2 separate regions of the Sus scrofa genome follow, and region 2 is linked to region 1. Evidence: chromatin contacts called from public HiChIP or PLAC-seq data. All regions are on one chromosome and are shown on one strand. The core of a region is the stretch at or near the end of the contact, and the rest is flanking DNA. Distances in the headings are between cores, read along the strand shown. Region 1 holds the start of KIF22 (kinesin family member 22). Region 2 holds the start of ATXN2L (ataxin-2-like protein).

Region 1 (6,313 bases), core at 1,049-3,548:
ACAGTGGGGGCTCCCTAAGCAAGATTTTAAACTCATCTATGGCTCAGTTTCTTCATCTGTAAAACAAGACAGTAACACGCACCTACAGCCAACTAATCTATGACAAAGGAGGCAAGGATAGACAATGGAGAAAGGACAGCTTGTTCAATAAGTGGTGCTGGGAAAACTGGACAGCCGCATGGAAAAGAATGAAATGAGAACACTCCCCTGACACCATACACAAAAATAAACTCCAAATGGATTAAAGACCTAGATATAAGACCAGACACTATAAAACTCTTAGAGGAAAACATAGGCCAAACACTCTCTGACGTAAAAGACAGCAACATCTTCTCAGATCCACCTCTTAGAGTATTGACAATAAAAACAAAAATAAACAAATGGGGCCCAATCAAACTTAAAAGTTTCTGCACAGCAAAGGAAACCCTAAACAAAATGAAAAGACAACCCACAGAATGGGAGAAAATCTTTGCAAGTGAATCAACTGACAAGGAATTGATCTCCAAAATTTACAAACAACTTCTGCAGCTCCATACCAAAAAACAAACAACCCCATCCAAAAATGGGCAGAAGATCTAAACAGACAGTTCTTCAGAGAAGACATACAGATGGCCGAGAAACACATGCAAAGATGTTCAACATCACTCATTATTAGAGAAATGCAAATCAAAACCACTCTGAGGTACCACCTTACACCAGCCAGAATGGCCATCCTCAAAACGTCTACAAACAATAAGTGCTGGAGAGGGTGTGGAGAAAAAGGAACCCTAGTACACTGTTGGTGGGATTGTAAATTGGTGCAACCACGGTGGAAAGCAGTATGGAGATTCCTCAGAAAACTAAACATGGAACTACCATTTGATCCAGCAATCTCACTCCTGGGCATCTATCCAGAGAAAACCACGACTCCCAAAGACACATGGACTCCGATGTTCATTGCAGCACCATTTACAATAGCCAAGACATGGAAACAACCTAAATGTCCATCGACAGAGGAGTGGATCAAGATGTGGTACATATACACAATGGAATATGACTCAGCCATTAAAAAGAATGAAATACCGGCATTTTTAGCAACATAGATGGACCTAGAAACTATCATGCTAAGTGAAGTCAGCCATACAATGAGACACCAACATCAAATGCTTTCACTGACATGTGGAATCTGAAAAAAGGACAGACTGAACTTCTTTGCAGAACAGATGCTGACGCACAGACATTGAAAAACGTATGGTCTCTGGAGGAGACAGTTTGGGGGGTGGGGGGATGTGCTTGGGCTGTGGGATGGAAATCCTGTGAAATCAGATTGTTATGATCATTATACAACTACAGATGTGATAAATTCATTTGAGTAATAAAAAAAAAGTAAAAAAAAAACCAAAAACACAAGGCAGTAACAGACCCACCTCACCGCATTGAGGAGATTAAATAATTCATCAGCATAAAGTGTTTCCAGCTGTGCCTGGCACCAAGCAAGGCTGCAACATGTGTTTGACATTCTACTAAATAGGTTTGTTTCTCCACGGGGCCTGACAAACAGTAAGAGACTCAAATATCCGTGGTACCCGCTATAATCACTAACCAGAATTCAGTCTACAAGAAGAGAGCAGAGAGCAAGATTCTGAATGTCCTAAAAGCCTTCCCAACCCTAAAAAGAGTACTGACTTCCACGGCTGGAGGGAAAGGAAACAACCCCTTCTTTCCCTTTTCGGTGATCTCAGCACATCTTATGCCAACAATTCACACCCAGCTGCAGCCTGTCTGAAACTCTTGCCTCTCTGAGGGATCTCCCCGCACCCAAACAACATGTCACACACGGGCTCTTTCCCCAAAGACGCATCCAGCTCCCTTTCTTTTGTCCTTACAGTTGGAGTAGTAGCTATTTTTCGCTCGCTTACTCATGTAATCTTCTCAGATGGGTCACTGTCCCCACTTCACAGACAAAACTAAAGCTCCCTGAGGAAAAAGGCGCTAGGCTCAAAAGTGCACCGGAACTGGGTCTCAACCCCGGTCTATTGATCCGCGCCGAGAGCAGGAAACAGTGAGAAGGCACCAGCCTGAGACTTCCACACTCCCACTTTCCCCTCCCCGCTGCCGCGCCATTCCGGCGTCTCCCGGACTACTCGCGGGGCCCGGACCCGACTGGGACGCGTCGCCCCACAAAGCTCCAGACTCTGGCACCCCGCCCTGCCCAGGCTCGAGTACCCGAGGTCGCCGCCGCCATCTCGCGTCGCCTCCGCGCCGGGAGCCCCGCGTCCATTCCACTCCCTCCTTGGGCCCGCCTCTCTGTTCGAATTTCTCACTGCCCCGCCCCCTCTCCTGGGCTCCACCAATCACGGCTACTTGCCGCCGGAAGCCCCTTCTAGTGCCTCGCCGCTATCCCGCCCTCTAGGGCTCGCCTCCGGGTTCTGCAAGAAAGTTTCCCTGGGCCGAGAACGCATGCGCGCGCATCCGCTCCCCGGCCGTTGACGTCGGGCAGGCCCTCCCGCGCAAACTCCGCTGCCGCCGGAGGCGTTTGCGACAGTGGCCGTCGGGGGTGCTGGTGAGCGTCGCCAGCCCCCGGCTCTTTTTACCTTCTGGGTTTCGAGGCGTAGATTTATCTTAGGTGTAGACATTTCGCCTCGGTTTTTTTGTTTTTTGTTTTTTGTTTTTTTCCCCTCTCAAACTGCGACTTTTGGTACGAAATCAAGCAGACGGTGTTCCGAGATAGTTAATCGATTTATCCGAAAATTTCTCTGAACTAAATACAGTTTTCGCTGTTTTCGTGGCAGAATATGGCACACTATAGGGATAAGAAAGATGCATGGGCATGGGATTATTCTAAACGACTGGTAGTGATCTTCAGTTTTACACTTTCTTGCCTCAGAATTTGATTCTCGAGCTTGGTGGGAGGGGATCCTTTTGTGGCTTTCCGGACTTGACCTCGGGGGGCCAGTCAACGGTGCTTTAACGTCTGGTCACTTATTTAGATCAGGACCCTGCTGGCTGGGTTGTGGACAGTTAGGTCCTGCTGATTCCAAAGCCACTATATGAGGTGCAGAGGCCAGGTGACATGTGTGTCCCTTTATGTCACATGCCTGAGCTGAGGATCCCAGCTGGGATGTCCCTTCCTTTGTAACAGAGCTCTAGGCGGCGGAGTGGGCGTGAAAGTCATGCTCAATCTGTTAGTCAACTTCGCCCATGTCCTACGAGTTCAGTCATCTGTAAAATAGTTCCCTATCCCTTCTGGAGCTTAACCAGGCGTGACCATCCCATCTTTGAGCTCCTGGTAAGGCCCTGGTTTAGACATTATGTCAAACTATAATAAACTAAACAAAACAAATATTGGACCACTGGTTCTAATATTTTGGGGAGGGCCTTGAAATCCCTTTACATTCTTAAAAATTGAGACCCCAAATATCTTCTGATTTTTATCAATCCACATTTACTGTGTTAGAAATAAATACAAGTTGAAAATATTTATTAATGCATTGCTCTGGTCACAGCAGTAACAATGTGGGATCCTTAACCCACTGTGGCACAAAGGAAGTCCAGAATTCAGATTTCTAGGTGTGACAGGCTTTAGAGAGCATTTGACCAAATTAAGCTTATTTTACAAAGGGGTAATTGAGGAGTTCTTGTGGCGCAGTGGTTAGCGAATCCAACTAGGAACCATGAGGTTGCCGGTTCGGTCCCTGGCCTTGCTCAGTGGGTTAAGGATCCAGCGTTGCCGTGAGCTGTGGTGTAGGTTGCAGACTCAGCTCGGATCCCATGTTGCTGTGGCTCTGGCGTAGGCTGGCGGCTAGAGTGCCGATTCGACCCCTAGCCTGGGAACCTCCATATGCCGTGGGAGCGGCAAAGGCAAAAAAAAAAAGGGGGGGGTGGGATAATTGAAATCTAAAGAGGTTAAGAGATTTGGCTGAGGTCATATACCTGAGCAGAGCTAGAACTTCAGTTTCCTAAGTCCCTGTGCAGTACACTGTCAACTCATTCTGACCTTTGACAGTGAGGTTCCCACTATTACTCAGTAATCCATTTACCTGACTGGTCAGCAAACTCCTTTACTCCCTGTCATTATCCAGAATCCCCACCTCAGCCCTCTTAGGTTTAATCAGGTGCAACAGGTAGTTCATGTGTCTCTTGGGCTAAACTATAGTATAGTATTTCATTAAACTGATCTAGGTATTGCTGTGAAGATATTTTGTAGACCTGGTGACTGTCTACAGGCCTTTGACTTTAAATAAGTGACATTATCCTGGATATTCCTTATCTAGTCAATTACAAGTCTTGAGAGCAAAACTGATACTGCATGGTATCATTTATAGGTGGAATCTAAAATAATAAAGTCTGACTTCCCTTGTGGCTCAGCAGGTTATCACTGTTGTCACTGCTGTGGCTCTGGTTACAGCTGTGGCTCTGGTTCGATCCCAGGCACAGAAACTTATGCATGCCATGGGCCCAGCCAAAACAAAACAGAAGTCAAACTGTACTAAGAGTATAGATTTTTATAACCTAATAAATTAATCTTGGTGGGGGGAGGTGCCAAACTGAGGTTTCCCTGAGGAAGAAGAAATTTCATCTGTAGACTGTAGCATCTCTTCCTGCCCAGAAGTTTCCAGATTGCTGGGCTTCCATACAGATTTCAGATTTGCCTAGCCAGGCTCCACAGCTGCATAAGCCAATTCTTTACAACAAATTTTCTTTTATATATATGTCCAGTCGCCCCAGCCAACCCCCTGTGTTCATGGCAACCCATGATGGAAATCTCCACCCTCCTTGGAATGCCTTTTTTTTTTTTTTTTTTTTGGTCTTTTTGCTATTTCTTGGGCTGCTCCTGCGGCATATGGAGATTCCCAGGCTAGGGGTCTAATCGGAGCCGTAGCCACCAGCCTACACCAGAGCCACAGCAATGCATGATCCGAGCCGCGTCTGCAACCTGCACCACAGCTCACGGCAATACCGGATCCTTAACCCACTGAGCAAAGCCAGGGATCGAACCCGCAACCTCATGGTTCCTAGTCGGATTCGTTAACCACTGCGCCAAGACGGGAACTCCCGAATGCCTTTTTTAAGGATGGGGCTGGCAGAGTAGAAGCTGTTGAGGAGATGGTGACTTCCTAAGGAAAGAACCTCGGTTCTCAAAGAGCTGAGCAAGGACCCCAGCGCTTGTGGGTAAAGGTGGGAAAGCCGCAGTAATAGGCAGAGTCCTTGGCAGGAACTTAGGCTAAACTTTGGGACTCAGGTGAGTTCTGGGAAAGAACAAAGGAAGATGGCCCAGGCCACCCACGTGCAGCCAGTGGGTTAAGGTCAGGGGAGTGAGGTGCCTTTTGGTGGCGAGGCACTGTCTCGAGGGGAAAACAAGGGCCGGAGAGTGGAACTGATGTGGTTCAAGTCATTATCCACAACTAGGCCTTCTTGGCCTCAGAACTCGAGTTTGGGTCAACACTTGAAAAGAGAACTGGGCTACAGGCCAGAATCTTACCTCCTCTTGATAAATTGTGAAGAAAAACCCAGAATTCTTTTTTTGGCTTTTTCAGGGCCAAACCCGTGGCACACATGGAGGTTCCCAGGCTAGGGGTCCAATCGGAGCTGTAGCCGCCGGCCTACACCACAGCCACGTGGGCTCTGAGCCACATCTGTGATCTGCACCACAGCTCACAGCAACAGTGGACCCTTAACCCACTGAGCAAGGCCAGGGATCGAACCCGCAACCTCATGGTTCCTAGTCAGATTCGTTTCCGATGCACCATGATGGGAGCCCCAAAACCCAGGATGTGTATACCTCTCTCCTTTATCCTCCCACTCTTCCCTGGGTTGACATCTGACCAGTAGCCAAAAAGGAGATTCACGCATCCATACGTAGAGTCCGGGGGTGGATCCCAGCTGCAGACGCCCCACCACACACCAGCTTTAGCCATGTCCATGTATTTTTCTTTATTGAGACATGTAGATGGTGGTTGGTGATCTCGGGGTTCCCACACCCCCCCCTTGCAGGGGTGCCGTGTAACTCAGCAGTTCTCGTAGTCCCTGGAGTAGGAGTCCCAGTGCAGGCCAATGGCATCAATAAGGCTCCCAGCTCAGCCACTGATGAATCGTAGCACAGTGTTGGGGTCCAAGGGGACAGCATTGAAACTCGTGCCTGTGTCTTTCCCAAAAGCTAGGAAGTGGAACTTGTCAGTCACAAAGACCAGCTTCCTCAGGTAGGAGCTGTATTTGCCAGACACCTGGACCACCGACTCCTCCGGGTAAAGAAAGAGCTCCTCCAGGTCCCCCTGAGTGCCACCCACATAGTCGCTCCACACCTTGCCGCAGCGCACCTGGAGCCTAGGGGCAG
Region 2 (6,313 bases), core at 987-3,486, 480 kb before region 1:
CATGTAAAGATAATCACTTAGGCTACAAACCAATTAATCAACACTACTTTCAAGATCTCACCTTCAGAGCAAGAAGGACATTAAAAGCCATTTCCTCCAATTGCCAGCAAAACAGACCTCAGTCATCAAGGGTTGTCAAAAGCCAATTCAACACAACCTTTTCACTTTCTCCAAGAGGGCCAGGGCTGCATGCTTCCAACAGACAAATGCTATAATATTTGATAACTAACAGCCCACCCCAGATGTAAAGATAGAAGCTCACAGAGTGAGTACCTAGATCAGGCATGCATTTATTACCTCCCCAACAGAAAAGACCATCATTTCCCGTAGCCTTGCGCCCTAAACCCTGGCAGGAGGGGTACTCCCTCTACAATCCACCCTCTCGATCTCTTTACTCATTCAGCCTATTACCCACTCTGGAAGGGGTCACCAATCGCCTGGTAACCCTGCTCCTCGCTGGCTGATGTAACCGTCGGTTGAAGAGGACGATCAGGGGGCCGTTGGCGGGGCTGGGGGACAGCGCAGCCGCAAAAGCTCTCCACCGGGAGGCCTCGCCCGGTCTGCGCCTGCGCACTAAAGCCCTAGGGCCTCTTCAAAATCCCCCCTCCCGCGATCACAACCCACTGCGCCTGCGTGTACCTCCACTCTCAATTCTATAAACCCACAAACAGAAGAAACACAGTGGGGTGTCCACCACTCATCCAAGAACACCCGGCGAACCCGTCCAAGCACACTCCCGGCAGCTGCCCTCTATGTTACCCGGGGCTCGAGAATGGCCGGGTCATAAGACTGAGCATCCGCGCGCACGTACGGGAAGCGCGCGCGCGCGCGCTGGAGGTTCCCGGCCCGCAGTCCTCCCAGTTTTGTCCCTCCTTCCGTCCCCCCCGCCCACTCTGCTCCATTCCTACTGGCCGGACTGGGAAGGGGGAGGTAGCAACTCGCTCCCAAGTCCCTCCCTCCCCATTGGCCAAACTGTGGGCCGCGCGCCCCCCTCCATTGGCTACGGCCAGGGACCCCTTCCCGCAGCTGACTCCCCATTGGCTGAAGCTCCGGACCGCGAGACCCTTCGTGGTAATGGAGCCGGGGACCCCTATCACCTCTTCACCCCCCCAACTCGTTCCGACGCCGCTGGCGGGATGCGCCCTGCCTGCCCTTAAGGCCCAAGCCCCGAGCAGTGACTGGTCGCTCAGAGCTGAGCGCGCACCCTCAATGTCCCGGTGGCTAGCCGCGGAGGCTTTCCTCCGACCTGTTAGAACCTGAAGGGCCCACCCCCAGCTCCACGGGATTTCCCCACTCCCCCTGGCGTCCCTCAAAGGTGGCCAGAGGCTAGAGGTCTGCCTCGCGCGGTGTACAGGTCTCGGCCACCTTGGCTCCGGCGCCCGGAAACCCACACGTTCTCACCTGGCGCTGCCGATGGCCGCTGCCCCTGGCCTCTCCTGATGTTGCTGCTGCGGCGGCGGCGGCTGTGGCGCCAAGATGCCCTCGGTTCCCCGGCGGAGTCCGCTCCCGGCAGCGGCTGCAGGCCCTAGGCAGGGGGAAGCGGCCGCGGGAGGCCCTGGGGGAGCCGAGGTGGAGGCCAGGGGCCCCGGGAGGCCGCCGTTGGGAGGGCTGGTGCCCCCAGGAGGCCGTCGGGCCACGGCCTGTTGCGTGGGGGGCGGCTGCTGGGGCTGGGAGGTCTGTTGTGGCGGCTGAGGCTTCAACATGATGGCAGCGTCCGGAAAGGGAATTAGGGGGAAGGGAGGGAGAGAGGAGGCCGGGGCTGGGGCCCCGCCGGAGAGCGCGGGAAGCGAGGTGGACTGGGAAGCTGGGGACCCGCCGTTGGCGGGCGGGGGCGAGCCCCGCGGTGTCGGGGGTGGATAGAGAAGACCGCGGCGCGAGGAAGCGCCGCGAGGCGGAAGGGGAGGGGGTCTCGCGGGCCGGAGGAAAGCGAGAGGGCGCGAGCCGGCTTGGCGCGCGTGCGCGTCGCCGGGGAAAAGGGAGGGGGAGGAGCGCCCGGGCGGGAGCTCCCGAAGGGGGAGGGGCGGGGAGGAGGGAGCGTCGGCGCGAGATGTCCGAGCGCACCGGGGCGGTTAGCTCCGGGCGACAGAGGAGGGAATAAAGAAAGGTGAATCTCGCGCCTCTAGCCTTTGGAGTGGGAGAGGAGCAGCGCGGGCGCTCACGCGCGCCAAGGATTTAGGGTCTCTAGATCTCAAGCAGCCCAGAAGACTGCCGGCCGCTGTCGCTTCACAATGAGCGTGTGAAGCGCTGGGGGAGGAGCCGAAGCAGCAGAGAGGAAGGAAGAGCCGGCCGCCCCGCCTACGCCGCCGGCGTAGCGTCGGGATGCCTCCGCAGTCTTGTGAGAAGTCACGACGTAGCGTGCAGTTCTTCCGCCATTCGGGGGCCTGTGGGCGGAGTCTTGAGTGCAAAAAAAAAAAAATCCCGAGAGTAGACCCGGGACTTCGCTGAAGCTGGTGGTAGTTTCGTGGGGAGCTACTCTCGGAGCTTATCTGATTTACATAAAAGCCTGATAGGCGTTAAAGATAGCAGTTTGGAGATAAATATCTGCCTAATTCTAAATTATATTATATGGTTTTCAATATAGTAATTTCTCCACGCCCTGGAACGGGACTCTTAAACTAGCAGCAAAGAGACTGTCTGAAGGCCAAAGTTCCTAGAGTCTAGTTCAAAATCCTCCACCCCACTCGACAAGGAAGGTAGCCTTCATTCATTCAAATTAGTTGGTCATTAGGACATTAGGCTAGGTGTTTTCGATATAACTGTAATGAAATTACTTCCTGCCCTTGTCAAGGAGTTTAAACTAGTGGTAGATTCAGACAATTAGATCTCTTAGGTGAAGCACGGGGCACTAAGAGTAGATAGGAATGACATCTAATTCAGCACTGGGTGATGGGTTTCTAGGCAGGGGGCATAGGATGTGACAAGTTAGGAAAACTTCAGCATGTCTGGAGTATGAAATTAAAGAGGGAGGAGGTTGAAAAAGGAAACTGGAAAATTAAGTAACGTGGGACCAGATATTAAGGAGACATGAGCATAATCCTCAAAGCAGTGGCCACAGCAACACCAGGCCAGAGCCACATCTGTGAGCTACAACACTGCTTGCAGCAATGCCAAGTTCTCTAACCCACTGAGTGAGGCCGGGGATTGAACCAGCATCCTCATGGATACTAGTCGGGTTTGTTAACTGCTGAGCCAAGATGGGAACTCCCACTAGTTGGATTTTTAACCTGTTGAATCACAAGAACTCCCAGATTTACATTTTTTTAATGAACTTTATTTTTTTTTTAACGGCCACACCTGCAGCATATGGGATCAAATCCTAGCCACAGCTGCAGCCTACGCCACAGCTGAGGCAACGCCATATCCTTAATCCACTGTACTGGGCCGGGGATAGAACCGGTTCAATTTTTAAAAGATTACCCTTTGCAGTGTGGAAAATAGAGTGGAGGAGTGATGAGTCTGTGGTTTCAATCCCAGATAAACTTCCAGTGTCTTTCTCTCTCTTCACTCCAGACATCAGCATTGGGACTCTTGCAGCTTTCATTTCTCCCCTAAACAGGCACACACTTCACTCAAAGTCTGCCTTGCTCTTGGGTAGTGTTCCTTCATCCCGCCTGACTCCTAGCTTTGAGAGTGTTAGGTTCCCTTCCTGTGTGTTTGCCCAGCAATTTTCCCAGCTTCATTCTATGAGTGGTTTTCATTCTGTCTTCCTGCTGGTGTCAGCTCCTAACAATTGGAATCTTGCTCTTATTCACAGCTCCTTCTGCAAGACCTAGCACCATGCAGGCAGTCAATTAAATACCTGTGAGGTGAATGGATCCAGGACTATGTCTCCTGGATGTCTAAATAACACAGTCCAGGAGTTCCTGTCTTGGCTCAGCAGAAACGAATCTGGCTAGCATCCATGAGGACAAAGGTTTGATCCCTGGCCTCGCTCAGTGGGTTAAGGATCCGCATTGCCATAAGCTGTGGTGTAGGTCACAGATATAGCTGGGATCTGGCGTTGCTGTGGCTGTGGTGTAGGCCAGAGGCTAAGCTCCAATTGGACCCCTAGCCTGGGAACCTCCATATGCTGTGGGTGCGACCCTAAAAAGACTTAACTAAATAACACAGTCCAGTTTTTTCCTGACATGACCTATACCACCTGATGCTATGCCACCTCTCCAGCTGGCCTCATTATGGGCACTTCTGTCTCGCCCACCTCATCCTGCTCCCAAACTCTGCTAAGTTTCAGCCTCGTTAAACTCTCATTTATACAACATACCTTGACTTTATTCAACTCTGCCTTTATACGTGCTATTTCTTCACTTAATCCTCATTGTTCAAGCTCAGGTGTCAGGCCTTTGGAACTTCTTGTTATTGACTTCCTACTTCGGGCTCCCAGAGCACTGTGATAGTTTATTTCTGGGTTTTTTTTTTTTTTTTTTTCTTTTTAAGTCTTTTTAGGGCCACACCCATGGCACATGGAGGTTCCCAGGCTAGGGGTTGAATCAGAGCTGCAGCTGCTGGCCTATACCATAGCCACAGCAACTCAGAATTCAAGTCACATCTGCAAATTACACCACAGCTCACAGCAATTCTGGCTCCTTAACCCACTGATCAAAGCTAGGGATCAAACCTGTGTCCTCATGGATACTAGTTGGGTTTGTTACTGCTGAGCCACGTCAGGAACTCCATGTTTTCTGTTTTTTTTTTTATTTGTTTGTTTTTTGTATGGCTTCCCTTTCCCTTGGAGCCTGAGGTCAATAAAGTCAGGGACTATATTTTACTCATTTCCCTAACCTTCTTGTATAGCTCAGTGGCTGGCACACAGTCGCTCAATAAATTAATAAATGAATGAAATGTTGTCTTATTATATGCAACTTAGAAATTACATTACTTTGATTTGCTAAGGAGTGATTTCCAGATATATTGTTAAATGAAGAAAGCAAGTTCAAGAGTATAAACTGTGTTACCTTTTGTGCAAGGACGAAGGGGGAATAGGAAAACAGAAATGTATCTGTAAATTCTTGCAAAGAAAAACACAAGAAGGATAAAGCGAAAACTCATAAAAATGGTCACCTGTGAGGGGCAGGGGAAAATGAAGGGTCCTTGGTTTTGGGGTTAATTTATTTATTAATGGCCTTTAATTTATTTTTTAATGGCCTTACTTATGGCATATGGAAGTTCCCAGGCCAAGGAATTAATCTGAGCCACAGCTGCAACCTACACAGCAGTTTTCAGCAACACCAAATCCACTGTGCCGGGCTGGGGATCGAACCCAGGCCTCCACTGCAACTCCAGTGGCTGTTGCAGTGGATTCTTAACCCGCCGTGCCACAGCAGGAACTCCAGATTACATCCTTCTTTTATTTATTTTGCTTATAGGGCCACACCCACACCATGGAAGTTCCCAGGCTAGGGGTCCAATCAGAGCCACAGTGGCTGGCCTGCACCACAGCCACAGCAACGCAGGATCTGAGCCACGTCTGGACCTACACCACAGCTCATAGCAACGCCAGATCCTTAACCCACTGATTGAGGCCAAGGATCGAACCCGAATCCTCATGGATCCTAGTCGGGCTCATTAACTGCTGAGCCACGAAGGGAATGCTGCAAACCTTGAATTCATAAGCCAGTTAGCCCTAGTGGTAAGGGCATGGCAATTCTGAAACTATTTAGGATTGAGAATATGAGTAAACAGGTAGGCATGGTTGAAGTCCTGTCATGGCTCAGCAGTAGCAAACCTCACTAGTATCCATAAGATGCGAGTTCAATCCCTGGCCTCGCTCAGTGGGTTAAGTGTCCGGTGTTGCAGTGACCTATGGTGTAGGTTGAAGACGTGGCTTGGATCTAGCGTTGCTGTGGCTGTGGTGTGGGCTGGCGGCTATAGCTCAGATTCCACCTTTAGCCTGGGAACTTCCATGTGCCACAGGTGTGGCCCTAGGGGGGAAAAAACCCACTGGGGATTGAAATGGAAAGCATCAATATAAAATTTATGGGGGAAAAATCAGATAGATTTCTATATACCTAGTTCCTAGATCCGGCTTTCTAAATACTCCAGAAAGAAACCAGGGCTCCTTGAAGAAACGGCTGACTCCATTCTGGGCAAGAGCAAGGAAGGTACTAGATGAGCCTGGGACATTTTGTTGTGCCAGAAAATAAGTGCTAAAAAACTTTATAAGGGTATCAAAGAAATACAGATGCCAGTTTGAAAAGGCCAAATCTGGCACAATTTGAGCATCAAAAAATAAGGATAGTGATTGATTATAACTCATTGAGTAAATGAAGAATCCATCTATCCATACTAACAGATATATATGCAGAAACAGATTTTT

What was found. HiChIP or PLAC-seq counts read pairs in DNA pulled down with a chosen protein or histone mark.
Region 2: an H3K27ac HiChIP or PLAC-seq map of alveolar macrophages shows a contact between it and region 1. The contact joins the promoter of ATXN2L here to the promoter of KIF22 in region 1. A contact is called at or near these places in 1 of 47 Hi-C or Micro-C datasets (epiblast stem cells) and 1 of 2 datasets of contacts at active chromatin or transcription factors (alveolar macrophages).

What each region holds. Positions count from the first base shown.
Region 1 is chr3:18,019,089-18,025,401 of Sscrofa11.1, reverse strand. KIF22 (kinesin family member 22) reads right to left here and starts at 2,298. Exons shown (of 14, transcript NM_001243019.1): 1 at 2,206-2,298. The coding sequence starts at 2,260. ZG16 (zymogen granule membrane protein 16) reads right to left here. Exons shown (of 2, transcript XM_021088371.1): 2 at 5,901-6,303. The coding sequence ends at 5,988.
Region 2 is chr3:18,502,015-18,508,327 of Sscrofa11.1, reverse strand. ATXN2L (ataxin-2-like protein) reads right to left here and starts at 2,236. Exons shown (of 21, transcript XM_021088041.1): 1 at 1,402-2,236. The coding sequence starts at 1,703.